Regions from separate parts of the Hordeum vulgare genome. Here region 2 is linked to region 1. A link is a contact called in public HiChIP or PLAC-seq data. All regions are on one chromosome and are shown on one strand. The core of a region is the stretch at or near the end of the contact, and the rest is flanking DNA. Distances in the headings are between cores, read along the strand shown.

Region 1 (6,052 bases), core at 2,174-4,673:
TTTGAACAAATACAAACATTATGCATATTTTTAAAAAGCAAATGATATAACATAGTTTTACAATCCAAAATAAAATATAACAAAGTTTTACAAGCCTGATAAAAATTAAATTGTCTACAAGATACACCTATTGATTGCCAACATGATCCCACACATGCTCAACCAAATCATTTTGCAACTAAATATGAGTTACCAAATCATGTATTTCATGATGAAATTGGGTGAACTGTGCAAACGATGTCGCTTCTCCGCCATGCTGAGGAACCACGTTGTCACCCTGAAACTCAAACCCTTCATCGTGGAGTTGTTCTGGGCGCTCATCCTCTACGATCATACTGTGCATGATCACACAAGGAGTCATCACTTCCCACAACTTCTTGGTGCTCCAAGTTCTAGCAGAATACCGAACTATGCCCCATCGAGATTGCAGAACATCAAAGGAACGTTCGACATCCTTCCTAGCACTCTATTGCTCTTGGGCAAATATTTTCCTCTTCTCTCCGACAGGGTTGGAGATTTTCTTCACAATAGTAGTCCACTGTGGATAGATTCCATCAACTAGATAGTATCATTTGTTGTAGTTGTGACCGTTGATGTTAACATTGACCGACGGGTTGTTGCCTTCGTCAAGCCTTGCAAACACCGGCGAATGTTGAAGCACGTTGATATCATTGTGTGATCCGGACATGCCAAAGAAAGAATGCCAGATCTAGAGATCTTGAGAGGCCACGACCTCAAGTATGACATTGCAAGCCTTGACACGACCCTTATATTGGCCTTGCCAAGAGGTAGGGCAGTTCTTCCACAACAAGTGCATGCAGTATATGCTGCCAAGCATCCTTGGGAATCCCCGGCTAGCATTGGTCGCCAACAAGCGGGCTGTGTCCGCAGCAGTCGGCTCTCTCAGGTACTGATGGCCAAAGACTGCAACCACGGCCTTGCAGAATCTGTACAACGACTCTAGTAAGTAGACTCACTCATACGGACGTACTCATCGATAAGATCACCGGGTACTCCATAAGCAAACATCCAGATGGATGCAGTGCATTTCTGATAAGATGAGAAGCCAAACTTTGCAATGGCATCCTCTTTGCACTCGAAGTAGTCATCGTATCTGACCAACCCTGCTCAAATCCGGTTGAAAACATGTCTAGCCATACGAAAACTAATCCGGAATTTCTGATGTTAGAACAGCGGGTTGCTTGTGTCAAAGTAGTCCTTCCATATAAGGAAGTGGTCGCTATCTCGGTTGCGATTCAACGCCGGAACATGCCCTAAAATCGAGCCTCGAAACAACGACCGCTGCCTATTAAGGTGGTCATGGACCAACACGGCAAGCAGCATCCCCTCATCGTGGGACGAGGAATCGTCGGAGTCGCACACAACATTATGGAAAAAGAACTCGTCGACGGAGTCCATTTTGTACCTTGAAGCAAACTGTCGATGAGCTTGCATGCGTGGACGACGAAGCTGACCGAGGACGACGGATTGGGGTCGGGGAACCTGCTGTGGCCCGGGCGGCAATGCAGCCGGCGGCGTGGGTATGCGCTGGGGAGGTACGGGAGGAGGCGCCGGAACTGGGCGGCGCCGGCGACGGGGTTGGGAGGGAGACTGGGGCTAGCTGTCGGCACTGTCGGTAGGGGTGGAGGACGAGCAATGTGCCACCGACTGGCGGGCCAGGGATGGAGAAAACGCGCGTCGTCCATGTCCGTTTTGTGTCCGCGTCGATCCAAATCCAGCTCAAAATTGGGTCGGGAATGGGTCGGCACGAGAACGAAAAGCGGACGCATGTCCATTTGGACTGGCGCATTGGACCATCATTTCTGTTCGCGTGAATTCAACAGACGAAATGGATCGTCAAGTTGAAGTTACTCTTATTATCTTTGATACTCTTTCTATAAACTAATATAAGAGTGTTTAGATAACTAAAACTTGCCTTTATTTTATCTTATTTTAATGATACCTTTTCGATCAATATGAAACCGGTAACACGGGGACTTGCGGCCGATTTCCCCCCCTCTCTCTTCGCGTTGCCTCCGTAGGCGGCCGGGGAGAGCCCCAGCCCAGCGCCGGGCAACCCCACCTCCCTCCTCCCTCATCCCCTCGCCCCCGCCCCTGCGTGCTGACGGGCAAAGCCCGGTCAGCCTAGGCGGCGGCAGGCCTCCCTCTCCCTCCTGCTCAGGCGTGGCGGCGCGGGACGTCGGATCTGGGAGGCGGCGCGTCGCGGGCGCGGGTGCAGCGGCGTGACGCGGCGTGTGGGCGGTGGTGGCAGCTCGGCTCGACGGGCGCGTCGAGGCCTGAGTGGTGGGTGGCTGGCGTGCTCGTGGTGGGGGCTCTGGCCTGAATCTCGGGCCGGTGATTGCGAGGAGCGCGTCCTGGCTCTGGCGCACGGGCTGGTTGGGCGGGCGCTCTGCCTGGCCGTCTGGCTTCGCCTTGCCCACGTTGTGCGGGGGCTGGACGGAGGATGCCTTTGTTCCTGCCCGCGGGCGTGTGGTGGCGGTGGCTGGTGGTGAGGAATGGTGCCCGGCGGTCGGCTGGTGGCGGTACTCCCACCCGTGGTCATGGCGTGATGGCTTGGTGGGAGGCGTGCGTGCTAGCGGAGGTGTTGTGCGTGGGGTTGTGGTGTTGGGAGGTGCTCCGGGCGAAAGCTTGTCGGGCAAGAGCTTGTCGGACGACGGTGTCGGCGTCTGTGGATGTCGTCTCACCTTCTTGGAGGCACTGTTGAGGAGTTCTCTTCCTACAAACCCTCGGATCCAGTTCTTCAGGTGAAAACCTTAGTCCCGGTTGGGCCGGACGACGGCGGCGCCATCGTCGCTTTCTTTGGGGGTGTCGTCTTGAAGAGCTTTGGATTTTGATTGCACTCTCCAGGGGCTAGATGCTCGCAACATTGCGGTCAGCTGGGGCTCGTCCGGCAACGTGGAAGATCTGCGCGGCTTCTTGTGTGGCAACGATGGCCCCTTCAACCGGAGGAGAATTTGCTGTTGGGTTCGGGTAGTCGGTCTCGTCCGGCGTGTTCGAGGGGTTGCCGTGCCTCTCTTGTCTTCTGAAGTCGGAGCTGTTTGAGGGGGATCCTTGCGGCGACGATGACGTGAACACGGGTGGTCGGTTCCGGCGCTGGCTCAGCGCAGGTCCAGTGCTTTTCTTCCTTCAATGCTCGTCGGTTGAGTCGAAGCTATCTGGTCGTCGGCGCGTGTGGTGGACTGTTTGACGTTGTCCGACGCAGGTTTCTACGCTTGTCTGCGGTGGAGGCTACATCGGTGGTCGTCGATGGTGAAGTCGGAGTCGCCCTCGTGGAGGCGTGATGACGATGACGCCGAATTACAACCTCGACGGAGCTCTTTCCCTAGGCGGTGTGTGTGCGTTCTTGTGAAGGTTGCCAGGTCGCCATGTGTGTCCTGTTTGTGGCGGACGAATTGTGACGATTTTAGCCCGGTTTTCCAATTATTAACCGGGCAACTCTCTTCGACTTTTTTAATGAGATCGGTAACTAAGGACCGTGTTTAAAAAAAAGAAAAAAGAAACCGGTAACACGGTGGAAGGCCTATAGAGGCGACAGGCGAGAAGAGAGCGACTGTGGGTGCTGTGAAGGCATATTCCTTACGAGTCAACGGTGATTTGCTGCCGAGTCAAGCTCGACGCATCTTCCTCTCGACCGGCCAGCTGCCGCGGTCACCACCGCTGGCCCTCTGCCGAAGTGCCGATCGATGACGAGCCTTTGGAGTCTGTGGGGAGAGTGGGAGATCCGTGTGCTACTCCTCGGCAGCCTCTCCCTGCAGGTGTTCCTCCTCTTCACCGGCGGACTCCGCAAGCGCAACGTCGCGTCCTGGTTGCACTTCTTGCTCTGGCTCGCCTACCTCCTCGCCGATTCCATTGCCATCTACGCGCTGGGTTCCCTATCTCGGAGCCAGAAGCTATGCCACGCCGACGGGGACACCGACTTGCACCTCCTCGTTATGTGGGCGCCCTTCCTCATCCTCCACCTCGGCGGCCAGGACACCATCACCGCCTTCGCCATCGAGGACAACGAGCTCTGGCTCCGCCACCTCCTCAGCCTCGTCACCCAGGTCGGCCTCGCTCTGTACGTCTACTGGAAGTCCCGCCCCTCCGCCGCGGGCCTCGTTGCTCCGGCCGTCGTCATGTTCGTCTCTGGCGTCCTCAAGTATGCCCAGCGCACCTGGGCGCTCAAATCGGCCAGCATGAGCAGCCTCCGCAGCTCCATGCTCACACGCCCAGACCCAGGACCCAACTACGCGAAGTTCATGGAGGAGTACCACTCCAGCAAGGATGCCGGCTTGCGCGCCGAGATCGTCATCGTCCCCGAGCGGCTGCCCGTAGACGACGTCCACGTCCCGGAGGAGCCGATGGAGTACGAGGAGCTTGTCATCAAGGCACACATGTTCTTCCACACCTTCCGCCGCCTTTTCGTCGACCTCATCCTCAGCTTCCAGGACCGCACCGACAGCCTCGCCTTCTTCCGCCGCCTGAAGCGCGACCAGGCCTACAAGGTCGTCGAGATCGAGCTTCAGCTCATGTATGAGTCGCTCCACTCTAAGTCGCCCGTCATACACTGCCCCTCCGGCCGCTACCTCCGCGCTTTCACCCTGGCCGCGCCCATCCTGTCGCTCCTCGTCTTCTCCAAGGCCGGCAAGGGACGCTACAAGGAGGCCGACGTTGCCGTCACATACGTCCTCCTTGTTGGTGCCATTTTCTTGGAGATTTACGGCATTGTCCTGATGGCCATCTCCTCCTGGAGCTACGCTGACCTGTGTAAGTTACGCAAATGCCTCCCGGCGGCGAGGAGAGTGGTTTTCCAGGCCGTCAAGTACTTCATGCCCGAGGCGAGGCCACGGTGGTCGAACCAGATGGCCCAGTACAATCTCGTGAGCTACTGCCTCAAGGACAAGTCCACATGGTTGACGAGAGTGCTCGAGAGGCTCGAGTGGGATTACAACATCCGCGTGAAGACAGCGTGGGACAGCTTATGGTACACGAAGCACATCCGCGTGTCCCTGGTGCTCAAGCAGCTTATCTTCAAGCAGATCAAGGACAAGGCGAACAGCACGGTAGATCCAATGAGCTACCGGCGGTTCGGGGATCACCGCGGGCAGTGGATTCTGCAGCGCAAGGGGTGCTACCAGGAGCTCGGCTGGAGCGTCGATGAGGTCGAGTTCGACGAGAGCATCATCCTCTGGCACATCGCGACTGACATCTGCTTCTACGACGAGGATAACTCGGATTTTGCCCCCTCCGGCGGCGGCGGGACCGCAGAAGAGGGCGACATAAACAGCGGATCCATGTTGCCAGCGGCGAGCAGGGAAATAGCAAATTACATGCTGTTCCTGCTGGTGATGCGGCCGTTCATGCTGACGGCGAGCATTGGGCAGATCCGGTTCGGCGACACCTGCGCGGAGGCCAAGAACTTCTTCCTGCGGCTGCGGGGAGGCGAGGCACGCGCGGAGGAGCGGCAGGGCGCTAGCGCGCTGGCGGCAGTGAAGGCGGATATCGAACCGCGGAAGGTGAAGGGGGACCGGAGCAAGTCGGTGTTGTTCGACGCGTGCCGGCTAGCGGAGCAGTTGCGGGGGATGGAGATTAGGAAGCGGTGGAGGCTGGTGGCCGGGGTGTGGGTGGAGATGATGTGCTACGCGGCGGGCAAGTGCAGGGGGAACTTCCACGCCAAGCAGCTGAGCCAGGGCGGGGAGCTGCTGACCGTCCTGTGGCTGCTTATGGCGCACTTCGGCATTGGTGACCAGTACAGGGTCGAGGCCGGCCATGCCAGGGCCAAGCTCATCGTACAGAACTAGCAGTTGCCTCGCCGCCCAGCTCCCAGTTCTTCTGTTAAATTATGATCTACTGCCTCCCTCCGTTCCATAATAATAGTGGTTTTAACTTTTGATGAGTAAAGTCTGATTTAAACTCTAAGGTTGTAAAGGTGGACGTAAATGAACCTTCATCTTTAAATTCTGGAAGTTGGTACCCTGACCTCTCTGATCCCGGTCTAAATAAACCTTCGGCGTTTTTAGGAGTGGATTCGGTGACGTGGCATCGAAAGACT
Region 2 (6,052 bases), core at 1,627-4,126, 160 kb after region 1:
TGATAGCAAAAGTCAAACGCCGGTTGTAGCAAATATCTACGTGAACGTGTATGCAACTTTTTTAATGAACAGTTACAGAAAAAAAATGATGCCGGTTGTAGCAAAAATTAACGCAGTTGTAACAAAAGTCAAACGTCGGTTGTAGCAAAAATTCAACGAACTCGAGTTGCAACCAACCATAGATGCAACTTTTTAAATGACAAAATATAATAAAATAACAAACATTTGAGGCCCTGTTTGGAACCACTCAAATTATATAATCCAGTTTTTATAATCTATTATGTCTCGAAACATGACAGATTATATTGCAGTTTATAAAAACTAGATGGCCAGATTATTAAAAATTCATAATCTACTCTACCCCAGCTAAAATCAGATTATGGATTACTAATGACCCATTACCCTTTGAAACTTGGAGATAATTACCTACTGTCACCGTCACCGTCCTCCAAACATGTCCAACTAGATTATTACCTTTGCAGTTAAAAAACAAAGGGCAGATATGTCATTGTACGATATAAAACCTGGATTACAGTTTATATAATCTGGCCTTCAAACATGCTCACCTAGATTATTTTTATAAACCATATTATATAATCTATCTTCATAATTCAGATTATGATAATCTATTGTGGTTTCAAACAGGGCCTGAAGCAAAATTAAACATGGTTGCAGCTAATAAAAAAAATGTTGCATAGCTGTCGCGCAGCGACCGGCCGAACGACGGCCGGCGCGCTGTGCGGAAGCATTTACCATATTGTATAGTACTGTATCAGGCCTAACTGAGTTCGCCAAAATAAGAATTTTTTTTTGAAGCATCCGGGCCCCTCCCACACTAGTCCGCCCCATCCATCATGTTCACCTCCATCTGCCGGCAGCGGCTCCTCCTCTTCCGAATCCATCAAATCCCTGGCGGCGGCGGCGGCGGCGGCGGCACAAACCCCCTCGAGCTCATCCCTGGCACCATCCCTCTAGCCCGCAGCTACACCTCGCCCGCCGTCAGCAAAGTCCCCAACTCGGAGCCCTGCCGCGACACCATTTCCTACCTCATCTCGTGCGGCCTCTCCCCCGCCGCCGCTGGCGCGGTCACCACCTCTCAACACCTCCGCATCCGCTCCACCGACAAGGCCGACGCTGTGCGCGCCCTCCTCAGGCACTATGGCTTCGCCGACGCTGACATCGTCCGGGCGTTGCGCAGCGCCTCGGTGCTTCTCGTCCTTGACCCCGAACAGATCCTCCGCCCCAAGCTCGACTTTTTCGCCTCCCTAGGCTTCGAGACCCACAAGCTCGCAACTGAGCCTTTGCTCCTCGCACGCAGCCTCGACAAGCACCTCGTCCCCGCCATCCAGTTCCTCCGCGGGATCATCGGCAGCGACGACGACCTCCGCCTCGCTTTCCACCGCGTCCCCCGCGCCCTCGCTGGGGACCTCGACAACAACATGCGCCCCGCCGTGGAAGCTCTCCGCCGCGGCGGCCTCACAGAGGCCAGCATTTCGAAGCTGCTCGTCATCCGGTTGGGCGTGCTCCTGTCGTCACCAGATCGCATCAGCGAAATATTCGATGAACTCAAGGCGATGGGCATGTCCACCTTGGACCCGCGCTTCCTCTACTGCTTCCGTGCGATGTCCGCTGTTAAGAGGGACTCATGGCTGCGGAAAATGGCATTTTTCCAGAGCTTCGGGCTGTCAGAGGGTGAGGTGCTGCAGGCTTTCAAGACGCAGCCCACCATTTTCCTTTTCACCGATGAGAGCATACAAAAGAAGGTCCGATTCCTGCTGGACGAGCTGAAGCTTGGAATAAGTGATGTAATTGCGCGGCCTGTAGTTCTAGGTTATAGCTTGGAGAAGTGCATCCTGCCGAGGTGCGCCGTGCTGAGTGTGTTGATGAGGGAGGGGAGAATTGGGAGAGATATCAAATTGCTTCAGGCATTGCTTGGCAGCTCCAGGAATTTCAAGGTCAGGTATGTGTTGAGGCATGCTGAGTATGTGCCAGATGTTGTTAAGGCATATGAGGGTAAGATCAAATTTGAAGGATTCAAGTAGGCTGGTCTTCTAGAATGATATAATTCTGGATTAGGCTTATGTTTCTAGTACCAATGTTAAAGATCAAGTCATGATCCATGATTTTAACAGTGCTTCATAGGACAATTTTGCCCTATTTGTAGCCCATGTTATGAGTATCAACTGCATTTGTAGTTGAACAACTGTCATTTTGCGTCCTGCGGCCCATTAAAATCTAGAAACACAGTAGCTGGTTTCTTGTTATCAGATTTTCTTGATCAGTTGATCTAGTTTGTTGAGCCAGTTCTTTTATCCGTTTATGCTTTTTTAGATTGATTACTCCGATAACTCTATGCACGACAAACATCACAATGGAACGTACCCTGTGTTGATCTTTACATCTTACCCTTTCCACTACTGATTTGAAGTCTCTGGTTCTTTCAAATAAATAATGTTGTCGTGTTATCTTGAGTAGAGAACTTGCATTTGTGATTTCCTCTCTCTAGATGTGGTGCTGATGTGTGCCAACAGATGTGTGTGTAGGTCTAAAGGCCATTTGCAAGTTCAACCCTGTAATGATGATGTACAAAATGGATTATGTGGGTCGGATCATGAACTTGCTATTTGGGCTAAAATATCGACATGTTCACGATAAGTAATACTCCCTCTGTATCAAAATATAAGACCTCATGGTAAGGTCTATCCTAGAGAGACAACTGTAGTGTCAAAAAATGGCTTATATTTCGATACAGAGGGGGTATTACATATGGTAAGGTATATCCTAGAGAGACCCCATACTTATGGCAAGGTCTATTCTAGAGAGAGCCCGGCTTCGGTACCCCCCCTCCCCCCCCCCCCCCCCCCCCCAAAAAAAGTAGAAGGATAGGAAGGTCATTTCCTTCAAACTTATTCGCGTACAGTATATACGTACGTCGCCACGTCGGCACCACTGACGTGGAAAACCGTCGCCTCGTCACGTCGCACCCCACGCCCCCGGGATGGAAAACCGTCGCCTCGTCACGTCGCACCCCACGCCCCTGATCCCGGTTGACTCGTCGTTCATGCTGGGCCAGCCCGTCGCTTGACCTAATTCACGTCGCCCACGGTTGACCTTGTCGCCGTCGACGCCCATGACGATCAGCCCCCGCCGCACCCTTCTCCACATCGCCGACGACAACACCGCCCCGTTCCGGACCACCACGTCGTCGCGGATCACCCCGCCGCCGGCCCGTCCACGCGTTCGCCAGTACCACCCATCTACACATCGCCGCCTATGACGCCGCCCCGTTCCCGGCAACCACTCTGCCGTCGACCCGTCCACGTTCACCGTTGTCGAACACCTGGCAATCGCCACCGACGACGTCACCCCGTTCCCGACCGCCACTCCGCCACCTCGTTCCCGATCACCAAGCCGCCGCCCCGTCAAGGATCATCCCCTGCCGCCGGAGTCATCGTAGGTTTGCGACCTAAGCTGTTGAAATAAAACCGAGTCTTATACAAAAATTTAATTGTAATTTTTTTATATCTTTGCTGATGTATAGTGCTTGACGTGTTTGAATGGAGGAGTAAACTGGTTATTCAAAGGATGAGTATGATATAGATACCGGTGATGCAACTGGTAACAGTTCTATTAATGATCATGATTATAATAGCGTCAATGAATCATGGTCTTCATATGATAATTTACCTTCGGAGGATTTTCAAAATAATGAAGATGATACATGCAGTGAAAACGTAAGTGATATATATTTAGATTTTTAAGTTTGTAAAATACAATACAATATTTATTTCATATGTGTATTTATTGTACAGGAAGATGTGGATGTTGAGAATGCGAAAAATAATAAGGATGACTTTTTCTACGATAATGTAAATCAGGTATGTTAAATCATTTTTGTACGGTAGCCAGTAGTGTGAACTAGATTATGATAGAGCATAACTCTCATGGTTTTTTATGTATTTTTTCAGAAGGACATAAATGATTGTATCGATGATGACGGTGAAGTAGAGATTGACATTGCGGAGACTGAGAAGCTGGAAAAGATGTTGGATACGCATTGTAAGGTTATGGAAATGACATTTAAATCCCAAGGGGATGCGTACATGGTTCTACAACAATCACGCAAAAGAGCGTGGGTTCGACATCATGAAAGAGAAGGTGAAACGAGGAAAAGGTCCTGCAGGAATTATAAGGTTCAGACGGTTTGTTTGCTTCAGAGCAGGAAGACGACGGAGGAAATTCATAATCATGGATGGCGCACCCGCAGGTTAATGGGGGAGACTCGTTGCGATTGCGGTGCGCACTTGGTGGTGAAACTAGATAAAGCCCGTGGAGTTTGGTTCGTCGCGGCATTTTTTGATGAGCACAACCATGACCTCGCTTGACCCGATGAGGTGCCATTTTTGTGATCACATAGACGGATAGATGATTTCCAGTAGGCGGAGATTTTAGCACTATCAGGGAAGGGGATCCGAAAGCACATCATAGTTGATAACTTTATCAGCAGATACGGTTCGTATGATAAATCCGGACTTGTGAGGCGTGATGTGTACAACCTATGTTGCAGAGAGAAAAGGAAGCTCCTTGCTAAAGGTGATGCTGACACGGCGATTGGTATAATGAGGAGTAGAAAGGAGAAAGATTCAGACTTCTTTTTTGAGTATATGCTGGATAAAGAGGGGAGATTGAAGAGCATGTTATGGTGTGACGCACAGTCTAGGCGAGACTATCAGGATTATGGAGACGTGGTTGTGTTTGATAGCACGTATAAGATGAACAGATACGGTATGCCGTTCATCCCATTCGTCGGTGTTAATAATCATCGTTGCACCACCGTGTTTGCTTGCGCCATTGTGTCCGACGAGACCGAAGGAACCTATGTGTGGCTGCTCGAGACCTTTCTGAAAGCAAATTGTCAGGTAAAACCGAAATCAGTAATCACAGATGGAGACGCTTCAATGATTCGAGCTATTCGTACTGTTCTTTCAGATATTTTCCATCGTCTTTGTTCATGGCATGTGGAGAAAAATATGCAGAGGCACCTTTATCACAAATCATTTATGGAGTTCAAATCACTGATTTATTATGCGACCTCGCGAGCCAACTTTGAGAAGAGATGGAATGCTTTCATTGTTAGGTGACAGACACCTAAAACTGAACAGTGGCTTAACAGGATGTACAGAAAGAAGACACTATGGACAGCGTCATATCTTTCAGATGGATTCTTTCTTGGTATGCGTAGCAATCAGAGAAGCGAAAGTCTGAACTCCTCCCTTCATCTCCATTTGGACTATGGTATGACTATTGTTGATCTGGTAGTACATTATGAGAATTGTATAGATCGCCTACGTGAGAACGAGGCGGAAGATGATTGCACTGCTAATCAGTCACTTCCACCATCAATTACTGCATATAAGGCTATTGAGGATCATGATGCCCTTGTTTTCACTCCAGCTAATTTTTATATTCTGCAAAAAGATCTTTTGAAGTTGGCAGAATTGGAGATATTTGAGACGCTTGTGGGAGTTCAGCGGTCTACTTATATTGTCACATGGAAGAATAATCACAAGTTGAGGTATGATGTTATATATGAACCAAGTAATTTAGATGAAACGATATCATATAGTTATGGAATGATGGTTCGAAAAGGGCTGCCTTCCAAACATATTTTCTTTGTGCTGGTGAATGTTCTTAAATTGTCTGAAATACCAAATTGTTGTGTGCTACGTCGGTTGACGAAACATGCGAGACATGGATTGCCTGCGCAGCGCAGGAGTGATCTGTTTGGCTGGGGTTGGTCAGGAGAAGAACAACGTTCTTGGTATAGTAGGCTTAGCATAAAAGACGCACAAGCTTTCCATGTTGCATCAAATGATACCTTCTTGTTCGATGATTTGATGAAGTGTCTCGATAATATAATATTACAGAGAAAGATCCCACTTGAAGAAATAATAGGCCAGAGAAGGTATAAGAGGATGATTGGAAATGCACCTGAAGAAAGTGGAGGTATTATTGGTGATCCTCCGAATATAAGGTCCAAGGGTGCACCTAA

Evidence for each region. HiChIP or PLAC-seq counts read pairs in DNA pulled down with a chosen protein or histone mark.
Region 2: an H3K4me3 HiChIP or PLAC-seq map of embryo shows a contact between it and region 1, with 3 times the contacts expected there. The contact joins the promoter of LOC123412593 here to the promoter of LOC123441666 in region 1. A contact is called at or near these places in 1 of 6 Hi-C or Micro-C datasets (leaf) and 1 of 1 datasets of contacts at active chromatin or transcription factors (embryo).

What each region holds. Positions count from the first base shown.
Region 1 is chr1H:417,629,138-417,635,189 of MorexV3_pseudomolecules_assembly, forward strand. LOC123441666 reads left to right here and starts at 3,424. Exons shown (of 1, transcript XM_045117979.1): 1 at 3,424-5,973. The coding sequence starts at 3,705. The coding sequence ends at 5,801.
Region 2 is chr1H:417,793,010-417,799,061 of MorexV3_pseudomolecules_assembly, forward strand. LOC123412593 reads left to right here and starts at 2,877. Exons shown (of 4, transcript XM_045105547.1): 1 at 2,877-3,734; 2 at 3,813-3,878; 3 at 3,969-6,052. The coding sequence starts at 5,175. It overlaps LOC123412583, which reads left to right and starts at 826. Exons shown (of 1, transcript XM_045105536.1): 1 at 826-2,264. The coding sequence starts at 855. The coding sequence ends at 2,042.